Regions from separate parts of the Mus musculus genome. Here all the other regions are linked to region 4. Evidence: chromatin contacts called from public HiChIP or PLAC-seq and Micro-C data. All regions are on one chromosome and are shown on one strand. The core of a region is the stretch at or near the end of the contact, and the rest is flanking DNA. Distances in the headings are between cores, read along the strand shown. Region 1 holds the start of Pou5f1 (POU domain, class 5, transcription factor 1). Region 2 holds the start of H2-M5 (histocompatibility 2, M region locus 5). Region 3 holds the start of H2-Q6 (histocompatibility 2, Q region locus 6). Region 4 holds the start of 2410017I17Rik (RIKEN cDNA 2410017I17 gene). Region 5 holds the start of H2-Q4 (histocompatibility 2, Q region locus 4).

Evidence for each region. A called contact is a pair of places that touch in the nucleus more often than the background predicts. HiChIP or PLAC-seq counts read pairs in DNA pulled down with a chosen protein or histone mark.
Region 1: a contact with region 4 is called in a Micro-C map of embryonic stem cells, with 7 times the contacts expected there. The contact joins the promoter of Pou5f1 here to the promoter of 2410017I17Rik in region 4. A contact is called at or near these places in 1 of 484 Hi-C or Micro-C datasets (embryonic stem cells) and 1 of 115 datasets of contacts at active chromatin or transcription factors (embryonic stem cells).
Region 2: an H3K27ac HiChIP or PLAC-seq map of embryonic stem cells shows a contact between it and region 4, with 2.5 times the contacts expected there. The contact joins the promoter of H2-M5 here to the promoter of 2410017I17Rik in region 4. A contact is called at or near these places in 3 of 39 promoter capture datasets (embryonic stem cells and hippocampal neurons) and 1 of 115 datasets of contacts at active chromatin or transcription factors (embryonic stem cells).
Region 3: a contact with region 4 is called in an H3K4me3 HiChIP or PLAC-seq map of stem cell-derived neural progenitor cells, with 13 times the contacts expected there. The contact joins the promoter of H2-Q6 here to the promoter of 2410017I17Rik in region 4. A contact is called at or near these places in 2 of 115 datasets of contacts at active chromatin or transcription factors (embryonic stem cells and stem cell-derived neural progenitor cells).
Region 5: an H3K4me3 HiChIP or PLAC-seq map of stem cell-derived neural progenitor cells shows a contact between it and region 4, with 17 times the contacts expected there. The contact joins the promoter of H2-Q4 here to the promoter of 2410017I17Rik in region 4. A contact is called at or near these places in 3 of 115 datasets of contacts at active chromatin or transcription factors (embryonic stem cells and stem cell-derived neural progenitor cells).

The regions. Positions count from the first base shown.
Region 1 is chr17:35,504,754-35,507,453 of GRCm38.p6, forward strand. It overlaps Pou5f1 (POU domain, class 5, transcription factor 1), which reads left to right and starts at 1,279. Exons shown (of 5, transcript NM_013633.3): 1 at 1,279-1,730. The coding sequence starts at 1,347. Gm32362 (a long non-coding RNA gene) reads right to left here and starts at 984. Exons shown (of 3, transcript XR_385564.3): 1 at 673-984. RefSeq lists promoters at 1-1,349, 1-1,298, 1,056-1,325 and enhancers at 1-61, 56-1,064, 146-388.
Region 2 is chr17:36,988,135-36,990,834 of GRCm38.p6, forward strand. It overlaps H2-M5 (histocompatibility 2, M region locus 5), which reads right to left and starts at 1,399. Exons shown (of 6, transcript NM_001115075.2): 1 at 1,295-1,399; 2 at 801-1,070; 3 at 371-646. The coding sequence starts at 1,370.
Region 3 is chr17:35,423,471-35,426,170 of GRCm38.p6, forward strand. It overlaps H2-Q6 (histocompatibility 2, Q region locus 6), which reads left to right and starts at 1,380. Exons shown (of 7, transcript NM_207648.2): 1 at 1,380-1,470; 2 at 1,638-1,907; 3 at 2,101-2,376. The coding sequence starts at 1,407.
Region 4 is chr17:36,143,696-36,146,395 of GRCm38.p6, forward strand. 2410017I17Rik (RIKEN cDNA 2410017I17 gene) reads left to right here and starts at 1,323. Exons shown (of 4, transcript NR_033517.1): 1 at 1,323-1,507. It overlaps Gm10499 (predicted gene 10499), which reads right to left and starts at 2,254. Exons shown (of 8, transcript NM_001370818.1): 1 at 2,165-2,254; 2 at 1,693-1,962; 3 at 1,217-1,492. The coding sequence starts at 2,228. It also overlaps a transcript of Gm8909 not described here.
Region 5 is chr17:35,378,279-35,380,978 of GRCm38.p6, forward strand. It overlaps H2-Q4 (histocompatibility 2, Q region locus 4), which reads left to right and starts at 1,339. Exons shown (of 6, transcript NM_001143689.1): 1 at 1,339-1,429; 2 at 1,542-1,895; 3 at 2,083-2,358. The coding sequence starts at 1,366.

The DNA of each region.
Region 1 (2,700 bases), core at 29-2,528, 640 kb before region 4:
AGGCACTCTGAGGGCTATTCTCTTGCAAAGATAACTAAGCACCAGGCCAGTAATGGGATCCTCAGACTGGGCCCAGAAAACCACTCTAGGGAAGTTCAGGGTAGGCTCTCTGCACCCCCTCCTCCTAATCCCGTCTCCTTAGTGTCTTTCCGCCAGCACAGGAATGGGGGAGGGGTGGGTGACGAGGATGAACACCGGAGTCCCTGGAGGAAGGGAAGCAGGGTATCTCCATCTGAGGCTCTGTCTTTGAGGAGAGGTGGAGAGCTGGGGAAGTCTTGTGTGAGGGGATTGGGGCTCAGGAGGGGGTTGGGGAGCAGGAAGTTGTCCCCAGGGGAGCCATCCTGGCCCATTCAAGGGTTGAGTACTTGTTTAGGGTTAGAGCTGCCCCCTCTGGGGACCAGGATTGTCCAGCCAAGGCCATTGTCCTGCCCCCTTCCCCCAGTCCCTCCCAGGCCCCTTTGAACCTGAAGTCAGATATTTCTTCTCTCTACCCACCTCCCACCCGTTGGGTTTCTCCACCCAGGAACTAGGCTGGAAGCCTGGGATGAGGAGGTGGGGGGAGGGAGAACTGAGAATCTTGAGGAAAGAGGCCCCGGCCTTAACTGTGAGGGGATGGAGCCTGGGTGCAGGTCTTATGGGGGTTGGGGGGTGGTTAGTGTCTAATCTACCAACCTGGACAACACAAGATGGAATACTGTGCTCTGAAAACGCAGAGCCAGCACTTCTCTGGGGTCTCTGGGGACATATCTGGTTGGGGCTCGGGGTCCCATGGTGTAGAGCCTCTAAACTCTGGAGGACTGGAGGTGCAATGGCTGTCTTGTCCTGGCCTTGGACATGGGCTGAAATACTGGGTTCACCCATATCTAGGACTCTAGACGGGTGGGTAAGCAAGAACTGAGGAGTGGCCCCAGAAATAATTGGCACACGAACATTCAATGGATGTTTTAGGCTCTCCAGAGGATGGCTGAGTGGGCTGTAAGGACAGGCCGAGAGGGTGCAGTGCCAACAGGCTTTGTGGTGCGATGGGGCATCCGAGCAACTGGTTTGTGAGGTGTCCGGTGACCCAAGGCAGGGGTGAGAGGACCTTGAAGGTTGAAAATGAAGGCCTCCTGGGGTCCCGTCCTAAGGGTTGTCCTGTCCAGACGTCCCCAACCTCCGTCTGGAAGACACAGGCAGATAGCGCTCGCCTCAGTTTCTCCCACCCCCACAGCTCTGCTCCTCCACCCACCCAGGGGGCGGGGCCAGAGGTCAAGGCTAGAGGGTGGGATTGGGGAGGGAGAGGTGAAACCGTCCCTAGGTGAGCCGTCTTTCCACCAGGCCCCCGGCTCGGGGTGCCCACCTTCCCCATGGCTGGACACCTGGCTTCAGACTTCGCCTTCTCACCCCCACCAGGTGGGGGTGATGGGTCAGCAGGGCTGGAGCCGGGCTGGGTGGATCCTCGAACCTGGCTAAGCTTCCAAGGGCCTCCAGGTGGGCCTGGAATCGGACCAGGCTCAGAGGTATTGGGGATCTCCCCATGTCCGCCCGCATACGAGTTCTGCGGAGGGATGGCATACTGTGGACCTCAGGTTGGACTGGGCCTAGTCCCCCAAGTTGGCGTGGAGACTTTGCAGCCTGAGGGCCAGGCAGGAGCACGAGTGGAAAGCAACTCAGAGGGAACCTCCTCTGAGCCCTGTGCCGACCGCCCCAATGCCGTGAAGTTGGAGAAGGTGGAACCAACTCCCGAGGAGGTAAGTGAAGGGACTTGGCTGGGCTGGCAGAGGCAGCAGTGAAGGGAATTGGGAACATGTAGGGTAGCCACCCTGCCTGCCAAAGGTGGTGATGGCTGCCGGGCCTCCTGAGAAGCACGACGCAGTGTGGACTAGAACCCAGAATTGCAAGAATCAGAAACCGGCCTGGATTGTTTCGGCCTGGCCCTTGTCATGTAGGTCACCTAGGCCTGGCCTGTGTCCCGACACTTGCTTCATGCCATCACTGTCTGTACACCAGTGATGCGTGAAAATCAGCCCCCCCCCAAAAAAAAAAACATATCAGCCCCTCTGGGGACTTGGATCACAGTCGGACCCAGGAACTTGGCCTTAAGGTTAGGCATGGCTGGGGGGGTAAAAAATGGTGCTTATCCTGGAGTTATTGTTACTGAAGAGGTTGGGTGTGACTGGCTGCTGATAGGAGCTCTTGTTTGGGCCATGTGTGGAGTAGGGCTCACCTTCAGTCAAGTTTACGGCCTGTCTACTTTAGCCTCAGACTCCATGAGTCACCTTTACACGAGCAGACCCTTGTAGTGCCTGAGGTGCAGATCTGATCGATTTCAGCCTTTCTACCTTTCCTTGTAAACAAGAAAGGGACACCCTTGGGTAGGGGAGTTTTATCTCCAGGCCATCTTAAGATCATTCTGTGAGTGCACGGGCCTTGCTTAGTGTCTGATGGCCTACAGCCAGCACTCTGGAGCAAGTGTAAGCAATTAGCCTTAAGAACAAGGTGCGAGTGGATACCGATGCCCGCCGGGAGTTCCGACAGCTTAGCGATTGTTGTAGCAGGAGTCCCCTCCCTAAGTGCCAGTTTCTGTGTTATCTCAGGTCCTGTATGCCGCCGGGAGTCCCCTAGGAAGGCATTAATAGTTTATCTCACATCTTAAATGGCCCTTAATGAAGCAAGAGATTTGAACCTTAGTTAAGCTAATCCCAAATCCTCAAAATAGGA
Region 2 (2,700 bases), core at 149-2,648, 840 kb after region 4:
AAAGGAGAAAGGTCTTGACTGGGTGAAGGCTGAGAGACTTAGCATCATTGGAGTCAAGACTCCAAAGAGGTTGGGTGTGGGCTGAGAACATGGCCTGAGAAAGGGCATGGCTTACAAAGGGCTGCAGACTGAAAGGGGCAGCTGTTTAGGGATCTTCTCTCTTTCCTTCCTGAGACAATCTCAACTCTCCCGAGAAAAAGTCGCAAGAGTCTCTGTCTAGTGTTTGATCGGGAAAACCAGAACTCTCTTCCTTCTTCAGATGCAAAGAAAAGAAGCAGTATTCTAGCCCAGCTCATTTTGCTCCCTTCCAGAGAGACTGTGAGCCCCAGCCCCAGAACAGATGGAGGAGATTCCCGGCAGCCTCATATACCTGTTCTTAGCAGAGTCTCCTTCCCTATCTCCAGGTATGTGCGGAGCGACTCCACACACTCGCCCTTCAAGAAGGATTGCCTTTGCTCAGAGACACCAGACTTCTCCCACCTGCGCAGCGTGATCTGCGCAGCTGTGTCGCCTGCGACCCAGGAGTGCAGGTCCGGGCTTAGGGTGAGGTAATCGCGGCCGTCGTATGCGTGCTTCTCATGCCCACGGAGGAAGAGTCCATCTGGCCCCACTTCGCAGCCATACACACACTGAAAGACGTGAGAGCCTGGCCCCGCCCCGGTCGTATTTGGACCACAACCTTGCACGAAACCGGTTCAGGGTCTCCTCAAGTCTGGCAACCTTGGGGGCCAAACCTCGGGAGCTGAGGACCCGGGAACTCAGGGTCGTCCGTCCGTAAGGGATGTGAAAGGGTTACTCACCATCCTTGCTGTGGTTGTAGATGTCCATGGCCTCCTGCAAATTCACTAGGGCAATCTTCTCAATGACCTTGACAGTCCTGGTCTGCTGTTCCCAATACTCTGGCCCCATCTGCTTCACCCACAGAGCGCGTGGCTCCATTCTCTGATTTTTCCCCTTATTGTTGTAGCACAGGAACTGTGTGTCGTCCACGAAGACGACAAAGATGAAGGAATGCTCCCTCAAACCAGGCTGGGTCATGGTGGTGGCAAAAAACTGCAAGGAATGGATGCCTGGCGACGGAAGACACAAATCCTTTTTTTTTTTTTTTTTTTTTTTCCGGGACTTGTAGAGGTGTAGGTGACAGAAGGGGAGCAGGGCGTGGGGTTCAGGATGAAGATTGGAGAAAGGAGAGGGAAGAGTGGTGAGGCTATTTCGGTTGTGCGGCTTCTTGGCTTCTCCAGTGCTGCCCTCACTCTCCTTGGCCGAGGCAGTTTCCCTCCTGACCCGCACTCACCTGCGCGAACCAGGGTCAAGGCCAAAGCTCCGGTGAGCAGCAAGGATAGGAGGGTAGAGAGCGCAGGGCTTCTCATCCTCCGTGTTTAGAAGGTCTAGAGGGACTGAGACTTTGTTCCTCTGTGGATTTTATAACACTGCGGTGTGTGGGGAGAGACCATAATGACCTAATGGCTTTCTTCAGAATTCAGATATGCAGTCAGTTCAGGCAGAAGGACCACACAACTGACACCTGACACTGATGGTAAGCTGGAGAAAGGAACTCAAAGGTTACGGAGGAATCCATACATCCCTTGAAGAGCAGACCTGAGGGTCACATCAGAGACCAGGAATTTTACCACCCTCTTCCCCCCACACCTGGTGCCAGGAGCTGTGTTTTAACATTTTGTTTCCAGGATCTATCTCTGCACGCTTTTACAAATGTGAGGACCTCAGAGGGATACGGCATGTTACATCCGCCCACATTTATCATATTTTTAAAAGATGTATTTATTTATTTTTATGTATGTGAGTACACTGTAGCTGTCTTCAGACACACCAGAAGAGGGCATCAGATCCCATTACAGATGGTTGTGAGCTACCATATGGTTGCTGGAAATTGAATATTCTATGACCCTCAAAGTCACTTAGATGCTTTCTTAGGATCCATGACCTCGTGATATTTTCATGCATTTTTTTAAATTTACTTCCCATATTTCCTGGCAGCTGGTTAACCTGTTGATATGTTAGTATGACTCCAGTCTGAGGAGCCCAATTGCAATTGGGCTTATTAACAATCATATTATCCAACAGTGATTACTTACAGGATAAAAAGGATATTTTCATTTTTTAAATGTCTTTTGTTTTCTGGTTTTTGTTTGGTGGAGACAGACTTTTATGTAGACTGTGCTGGCTTCAAACTCTGTAACAAGACTGTCTCCCCCCCCCCCCCCAAGTGTTGAGAATACATGCCTGAATCACACAAAATACTTATTCTTGCCGGGCAGTGGTGGCCCCATGACTTTAATCCCAGCACTTGGGAGGCAGAGGCAGATGGATTTCTGAGTTCGAGGCCAGCCTGGTCTACAGAGTGAGTTTCAGGACAGCCAGGGCTACACAGAGAAACCCTGTCTCGAAAAACCAAAACCAAAACCAAAACCAAAACTAAAAAATGAAAAAACTTATTCTTATTGCATCTTTTTTTTTTCTTTTGTTTTTTCGAGACAGGGTTTCTCTGTGTAGCCCTGGCTGTCCTGGAACTCACTCTGTAGACCAGGCTGGCCTCGAACTCAGAAATCCATCTGCCTCTGCCTCCCAAGTGCTGGGATTAAAGGCGTGCGCCACCACGCCCGGCTTTATTCTTATTTCATGTGTACGTGGGTGTGTGCCTGCTTGCTTGTATGTGCACTAATTGTTTGCAGGAGCCTG
Region 3 (2,700 bases), core at 130-2,629, 720 kb before region 4:
CATGAAATGGGTAAATTTAATCTTTCCTCCACACTACTGATCAGGGATGAAACCTCACATCACCAGTGTGTGCTCTCTGGCATGAGAATCATCTTTCTTCCAGTGTCCACACTGCACAGGCCTGGGGAACTCTGGGGCCAACTCAATTATCAGAACCCATGTCCCACACAGCTGTGACATTCATGTCCCTCACCTCATCAGCTCATACGTGTGAGTGAAGGTCAGGGAGGGAGGGAGAGGGTCAGAAATTACATAGCTTCTACCATACTATCATATTTATTCTGTGTTATAGTTGGTGACAGTTCCTCTCCTACTGTGATTGAGTCACTAAAGCAACTGCACCTTGGAAGTGCAGAAATAGAGAAGTGCAGTGGAGACAGCGATCAGTGCCCTGCTGTCTGTGGTCTGCACAGGGGTCTCTCTTCAGTGGACAAGGGGATCTCCTGTGCTGAGTCCCAGGTCTACACAGACAAACTCAGAAGGAAGATCTTTGTTTTAAAAAACAAAAACAAAACAAAGATTCCGGGCGTGGTGGCACATGCCTTTAATCCCAGCACTTGGGAGGCAGAGGCAGGTGGATTTCTGAGTTCGAGGCCAGCCTGGAGTACAAAGTGAGTTCCAGGACAGCCAGTGCTATACAGAAAAACCCTATCTCTAAAAAAAAAAAAAAAAAAACCAAAGAAGAAACAAACAAACAAACAAACAAACAAAAACCCTGCAGCCACAGCTCTTCAACTAGGAGGTAACACAAGGAATCTGTGAGAAGACAGATCCTGAGGAGAGAGGCGAAGTCTACACTTAACTGATGAGAGTCCTGCACTCAGGCTTGGAAGTGTGAGCCGCCCATTGCAGGTGAACAGAGCCTGGTCTCTATGGAGTCCATGTGGGGCTTTGCAGACCAGCGCCTCTGCTTTAAGGAGAAGCCTATCTTCACTGCATCCCCAAGTGCTTGTGTCTCCATTGTATTCCCAGAAGTGGCATTTCTTCTAGAAGACTCCAAGGTCTGACTTCTGAAGAGAAGAAGGAAGAGGAAGAGTGGAGGATAGGGCACAGAGAGTATGGCCTGCGGGTCTCTCCTGGTGTCCTGACAGCTTCTGGATCAGAACTCGGAGACACCATGACAAACAGCTCTCTGTCCCCGGCACAGGGTTCAGGCAAAGTCTTAATCTCCAGGCTGTGAGGTCAAGGGTGGGGAAGCCCATGGCTGGGGATTCCCCATCTCCCCAGTTTCACTTCTGCTCCTAACCTGGGTCAGTTCATTCTGCCAGGACACTGATGACCTGTAACAGTTCTCACCCCTATTGGGTGAGGTGATCACCGGGAACCAATCAGCGTCGGCGCGGGAGCGGGTTGTAAAGTCCACGCTGCCCACAGGAGTCAGTCGACCTGAATCCCCGAGAGGAGCAATGGCTCTAACAACGCTGCTCTTGCTGGTGGCGGCCGCCCTGACCCTGATCGAGACCCGCGCGGGTGAGTGCGGGGTCGGGAGGGAAACAGCCCCTGTGCCGCGTCCCCGCGTCGCCCACCGGACCTCCGCCCCTTCTCCACCCGAGCCCCGAGCCCTGCTCCACTCCCGGCCCGCGTACCCGACCGGGGTCCCGGGAGGAGGTCGGGGTCTCACCGCGCGCCGCCCCCAGGCCCACACTCGCTGCGGTATTTCCACACTGCTGTGTCCTGGCCCGGCCTCGTGGAGCCCCGGTTCATTATCGTCGGCTACGTGGACAACAAGCAGTTCGTGCGCTTCGACAGCGACGCGGAAAATCCGAGGATGGAGCCGCGGGCGCGGTGGATGGAGCAGGAGGGGCCGGAGTATTGGGAGCGGGAGACACAGAAAGCCAAGGGCCATGAGGAGAGTTTCCGAGTGAGCCTGAGGACCGCACAGAGATACTACAACCAGAGCAAGGGCGGTGAGTGACCCCGGGTCGGAGGTCACGACCCCTCCACGTCCCGAAACAGAGGCCGGTGAGGTCCCGGGTCCAAAGTCCGAGTTTCAGGAGCAGAACTGACCCAGGACCGGATTCCCTTTCAGTTTGGAGGAGTCCGCGGTGGGGGGTGGGGGGGGGGGTGGGCGGAGGAGGGACTGACCACTGGGTCCCGCAGGCTCTCACACACTCCAGTGGATGTATGGCTGTGACGTGGGGTCCGACGAGCGCCTCCTCCGCGGGTACCTGCAGTTCGCCTATGAAGGCCGCGATTACATCGCCCTGAACGAAGACCTGAAAACCTGGACGGCGGCGGACATGGCTGCACAGATCACCCTACACAAGTGGGAGCAGGCTGGTATTGCAGAGAGAGACCGGGCCTACCTGGAGGGCGCTTGCGTGCAGTCGCTCCGCAGATACCTGCAGCTCCGGAAGGAGACGCTGCTGTGCACAGGTGCAGGGGCCGCGGGCAGCTCCTCCCTCTGCCCTCGGGCTGGGGCTCAGTCCTGGGGAAGAAGAAACCCTCAGCTGGGTGATGCCCCTGTCTCACAGGGGAGAGAGTGACCCTGGGTCTCCTGATCCCTCATCACAGTGACTGCACTGACTCTCCCAGGGCTCAGCCTTCTCCCTGGACAGTGCCCAGGCTGTCTCAGGAGGGAAGGAGAGAATTTCCCTGAGGTAACAACAGCTGCTCCCTTCAGTTGCCCTGTAGCCTCTGTCAGCCATGGCCTCTCCCAGGCCGGGTTCTCAGCCCACACCCACTGTCTGTAGACACTGA
Region 4 (2,700 bases), core at 73-2,572:
GAATGGCAAAAAAGTAATTTAATATGTGTTTGAGTTCATTTCAAGATCAGATATTAGGGCCATATGCTCTTGGTAGGATGCCACCACTGAGTCTTCCACTGTGGTCATCTTGCAGACCAACATTAACTGTCAGTTCAAGTGAACAGCCATCACAAAGTGTGCAGCCAGAGAAAATGACTCCCTGCCCCTGACTCTGGGGGACAAGGTACAGGTATGTTACACAGGACCCCTGGAGTGAGCTGTGGACCCCAGTGCAGCACTCACTGGAACACACTGGGCCCACAGGGAGGGCTCACTATAGCCCTGGATTTCAGAAGACCCTGTCACTCAGAAAGTCCAATTCCTGATTCACTAGGGGGAGCACTGTAATTTGTGGGGGCAGAGAGACAGCAGGAGGCTTCTGCATGTTTAGGTCTGACAGGAAACAGTGTAATCTCACAATAATCGATCTTTTAATGAGAACCCTGACTTATCTTGTGTAATTATCCAGGTTAGCAATGTAGACTGATACAAATGATAATAGGAGGGCAGGGAGAAACAGGATCACTCCAGTGCAGACAAAAACTGACTAGAAACAAAATAACGCCTTCAAAAAAAAAAAATAAAGAAAGAAAGAAAAAAGAAAGAAGAAAAAGAAAAGAGAAAAAAGAAAAAGAAATTCCAGTATTTATATTCCTCCAGGGTAGCCCATAAGGGCTCATGTGACCATTCACCACTGTAGGAATAGAAAGAATTGTGTTACAGACAGGGAGGGATCTGGGAGAATGTATTCTTTGAAAATTCTAGAAACTGGGGCAACCAGCCTAGTGTTGGGGAGTCCATGTCTCCCATCAGGTAAAGGCGACTTCAGGTCCTGAGGTGTAAGGGCTGACACACTCAGCAGGACAGGAGTCCATGTCCACAGACAGTGGGTGTGGGCAGAGAATCCAGACTAGGAGAGGCCATGGCTGACAGAGGCTATAGGGGAACTGAAGGGAGCAGCTGTTGTCACCTCAGGGAAATTCTCTCCTTCCCTCCTGAGACAGCCTGGGCACTGTCCAGGGAGAAGGCTGAGCCCTGGAAGAGTCAGTGCAGTCACTGTGACAAGGGATCAAGAGACCCAGGGACACACTCTCCCTTCTGGGACAGGGGCATCACCCCAGCTGAGGGTTTCTTCTTCCCCAGGACTGAGCCCCAGCCCGAGGGCAGAGGGAGGAGCTGCCCGCGGCCCCTGCACCTGTGCGCAGCAGCGTCTCCTTCCCGAGCTGCAGGTATCTGCGGAGCGACTCCACGCACTCGCCCTCTAGGTAGGCCTTGTAATGCTCTGCAGCACCAGCCTGCTCCCACTTGCGTCGGGTGATCAGCGCTGCCAGGTCCGCCGCCGTCCACGTGTTCAAGTCTTCGTTCAGGGCGATGTAATCTCGGCCATCATAAGCGAACTGTAGGTATCCGCGGAGGAGGCGCCCGTCCGACCCCACGTCACAGCCGAACAACAGCTGGAACGTGTGAAGGCCTGCGGGATCCCAAGGTCAGCGCCGCTCACCCGCACCGCCCCCGCTCGCCCTGGCCTAGTCCACCAGCGGACTCCTCCAAAGTGAAAGGGAAACCGGTCCTGGGTCGGTTCTGCTCCCGAACCTAGACTTGGGATTGGAGATCTCCGGCCCCTGTCTAGGGACATTTCGAGCTCGTGACCTCCCACCCAGGGTCACTCACCGCCTTCACTCTGGTTGTAGTAGCGCTGCGCGGTCCTCAGGCTCCCTCGGAAACTCTGCTCATTGCGCTTGGCGATCTGTGTCTCCCGCTCCCAATACTCCCGCCCCTCGTGCTCCATCCATGGAGCCCGCGGCTCATACCTCGGATTCTCCGCGTCGCCGTCGAAGCGCACGAACTGCGTGTCGTCCACGTAGCCGACAGAGATGAATCGGGGTTCCCGGAGGCCAGGGCGGGACAAGGCGGTCTCGAAATACCGCATCGAGTGTGAGCCTGGGGGCGGCGCGCGGTGAGACCCGGACCTCCTCACGGGACTCCGGCCCACTGCGCGGGCCGGGAGGGGAGCAGGGCGCCGGGCTCCGGATGCGGGTGTAGAAGGGCGGAGGGTCTTGTGAGCGACGGGGGGACGCGGATTCCACAGTGCCGTCCCCGCCCCTCCACGCAGAGGCCGTTTCCCTCCCGACCCCGCACTCACCCGCGCGGGTCTCGATCAGGGTCAGGGCGGCCGCCAGCAGCAGGAGCAGCATTCGCTGCGCCATTGTCCCATCTGGGATACAGGGCATTTGAGGCCCTCGGGCTGCTTGGACTTTATAACCAGCGCCCGCGGAGGAGCTGTTGGTTCCTTCCCCAGGATCCTGCCACCCAATGGAGATGAGACCTGCCAGATAATTCCTGCTACCTCCGGGTCCAGAGAGGGCATCAGATCCCCAGGAGCTATAAAGTGGTGCTGCTCCAGGGCAAGGGAGGGGCAGGAGCTGAGCTGCAGGAGAGGGTGGTGTCTGCAGGGAGCAGAGTGAGGCCCTTGTGCACCTGTGTCTTAGTGAGGGTTTCCATTGCTGTGATAAGACCCCATGACCAAAAGCAACTTGAGGAAGAAAGGGTTTCTTTCAGTTTACACTTCCACATCTCAGTCTATCATTGAAGAGATTCATGGCAGGACCTTGAGAGAGGATTCTAAGTAGGAACTGAAGCAGAGACCATGAGGATCAGTGCTAATAGCTTTGTAGTTTA
Region 5 (2,700 bases), core at 89-2,588, 770 kb before region 4:
GGTGACTGGAGTTCACACCGGTGGTCACACACATTTGTTGCTCTGTGTGATGAGTGACTCTCTTCAGGAGTCCCCACCCAACTCTGCTCTTCTTTCCACTTCACTTCTGTGGCTATGGTTTGAAAAGATCCACAGAATCATGAAATGGGTAAAATTAATCTTCCCCCACACTACTGATCAGGGATGAAACCTCACATCACCAGTGTGTGCTCTCTGGCATGAGAATCATCTTTCTTCCAGTGTCCACACTGCACAGGCCTGAGAAACTCTGGGGCCAACTCGGTTATCAGAACCAGTGTCCCACACAGCTGTGACATTCATGTCCCTCACCTCATCAGTTCAAAAGTGTGAGTGAAGGTCAGGGAGGGAGGGAGAGGGTCAGAAATTACATAGCTTCTACCGTACTATCATCATTATTCTGTGTTATAGTTGGTGACAGTTCCTCTCCTACTGTTATTGAGTCACTAAAGCAACTGCACCATGGAAGTACAGTCACAGAGAAGTGAAGTGGAGACAGGGATCAGTGCCCTGCTGTCTGTGGTCTGCACAGGGGTCTCTCTTCAGTGGACAAGGGGGTCTCCTGTGCTGAGACAATGTCCCAGGTCCACAGAGACAAACTCAGAAGGAAGATCTTTGTTTTTAAAAAAACAAAAAAGAAACAAACAAAAAACCTGCAGCCACAGACTTCATCTAGGAAGTGACACAAGGAATCTGTGTCCCAGCACAGGGCTGAGAAGACAGATCCTGAGGGAAAAGACGAAGTATCCTCTTTATAGAAGAGAGTCCTGCACTCAGGCTTGGCAGTGTGAGCCGCCCACTGCAGGTGAACAGAGCCTGGTCTCTGTGGTGTTCTAATGGGGCTTGCAGGCCAGCGCCTCTGCTTTAAGGAGAAGCCTCTCTCCACTGCATCCCCAAGCGCTTGTGTTGCCATTGTATTCCTGGAAGTGGCTTTTCTTCTGGAAGGCTCCAGGGTCTGACTTCTGAAGAGAAGAAGGAAGAGGAAGGGTGGAGGGAAGATACAGAGAGTCTGGCCTGCAGGTCTCTTCTCTCCTGGTGTCCTGACAGCTTCTGGGTCAGAACTCGGAGACACCAAGACAAACAGCTCTCTGTCCACAGCACAGGGTTCAGGCAAAGTCTTAGTCTCCAGGCAGTGAGATCAGGGGTGGGGATTTCCCATCTCCCCAGTTTCACTTCTGCTCCTAACTTGGGTCAGGTCCTTCTGCCCGGACACTGATGACTTACTGGCAGTTCTCACCCCCATTGGGTGACGTGATCACCGGGAACCAATCATCGTCGCCGCGGGAGCAGGTTATAAAGTCCACACAGCCCGCCAGAGTCAGATGCCCAGAATCCCAGAGGGGAGCAATGGCGTCAACAATGCTGCTTCTGCTGGTGGCAGTCGCCCAGACCCTGATCGAGATCCGCGCGGGTGAGTACCGGGTCCGGAGGGAAATGGCCTCTGAGGAAAGGGGAGGGGGCGGCACGGGGGAAGCCGCGTCCCGGCGTCGCCCACCTGACCCTCCGCCCCTTCTCCACCCTAGCCCCGCGCCCTGCTCCCCTCCCGGCCCGCTCACCCGCCGGGGGTCCCGGAAGGAGTTCGGGGTCTCACCGCGCCCTGCCTCCAGGCCCACACTTGCTGAGTTATTTCTACACCTCCGTGTCCCGGCCGGGCCTTGGGGAGCCCCGGTTCATCTCTGTCGGTTACGTGGACAACACGGAGTTCGTGCGCTTCGACAGCGACGCGGAGAATCCGAGATATGAGCCGCGGGCACCGTGGATGGAGCAGGAGGGGCCGGAGTATTGGGAGCGGGAAACACAGAAAGCCAAGGGCAATGAGCAGATTTTCCGAGTGAACCTGAGGACCCTGCTCAGCTACTACAACCAGAGCGCGGGCGGTGAGTGACCCCGGATCGGAGGTCACGACCCCTCCACGTCCCAAAACAGGGGCCCGAGACGTCCCGGGCCCCAAGTTCGAGGTTCTGAGCAGAACGGACGCGGGACTGGTTTCCCTTTCAGTTTGGAGGAGTCCGCGGGTGGGCGGGGCCGGGGCGTGTGGGCGGGGCTGACCGCGGGGTCCCGCAGGCTCTCACACTATTCAGGTGATCTCTGGCTGTGAAGTGGGGTCCGACGGGCGCCTCCTCCGCGGGTACCAGCAGTTCGCCTACGACGGCCGCGATTACATCGCCCTGAACGAAGACCTGAAAACGTGGACGGCGGCGGACATGGCGGCACAGATCACCCGACGCAAGTGGGAGCAGGCTGGTGCTACAGAGAAAAGCAAGGCCTACCTGGAGGGCGCGTGCGTGCAGTCCCTCCGCAGATACCTGGAGCTCGGGAAGGAGACGCTGCTGCGCACAGGTGCAGGGGCCGCGGGCAGCTCCTCCCTCTGCCCTCGGGCTGGGGCTCAGTCCTGGGGAAGAAGAAACCCTCAGCTGGGGTGATGCCCCTGTCTCAGAGGGGAGAGAGTGACCCTGGGTCTCCTGATCCCTCATCACAGTGACTGCACTGACTCTCCCAGGGCTCAGCCTTCTCCCTGGACAGTGCCCAGGCTGTCTCAGGAGGGAAGGAGAGAATTTCCCTGAGGTAACAACAGCTGCTCCCTTCAGTTCCCCTGTAGCCTCTGTCAGCCATGGCCTCTCCCAGGCCGGGTTCTCAGCCCACTGTCTGTAGACACTGACTCCTGTCCTGCTGAGTGTGTCA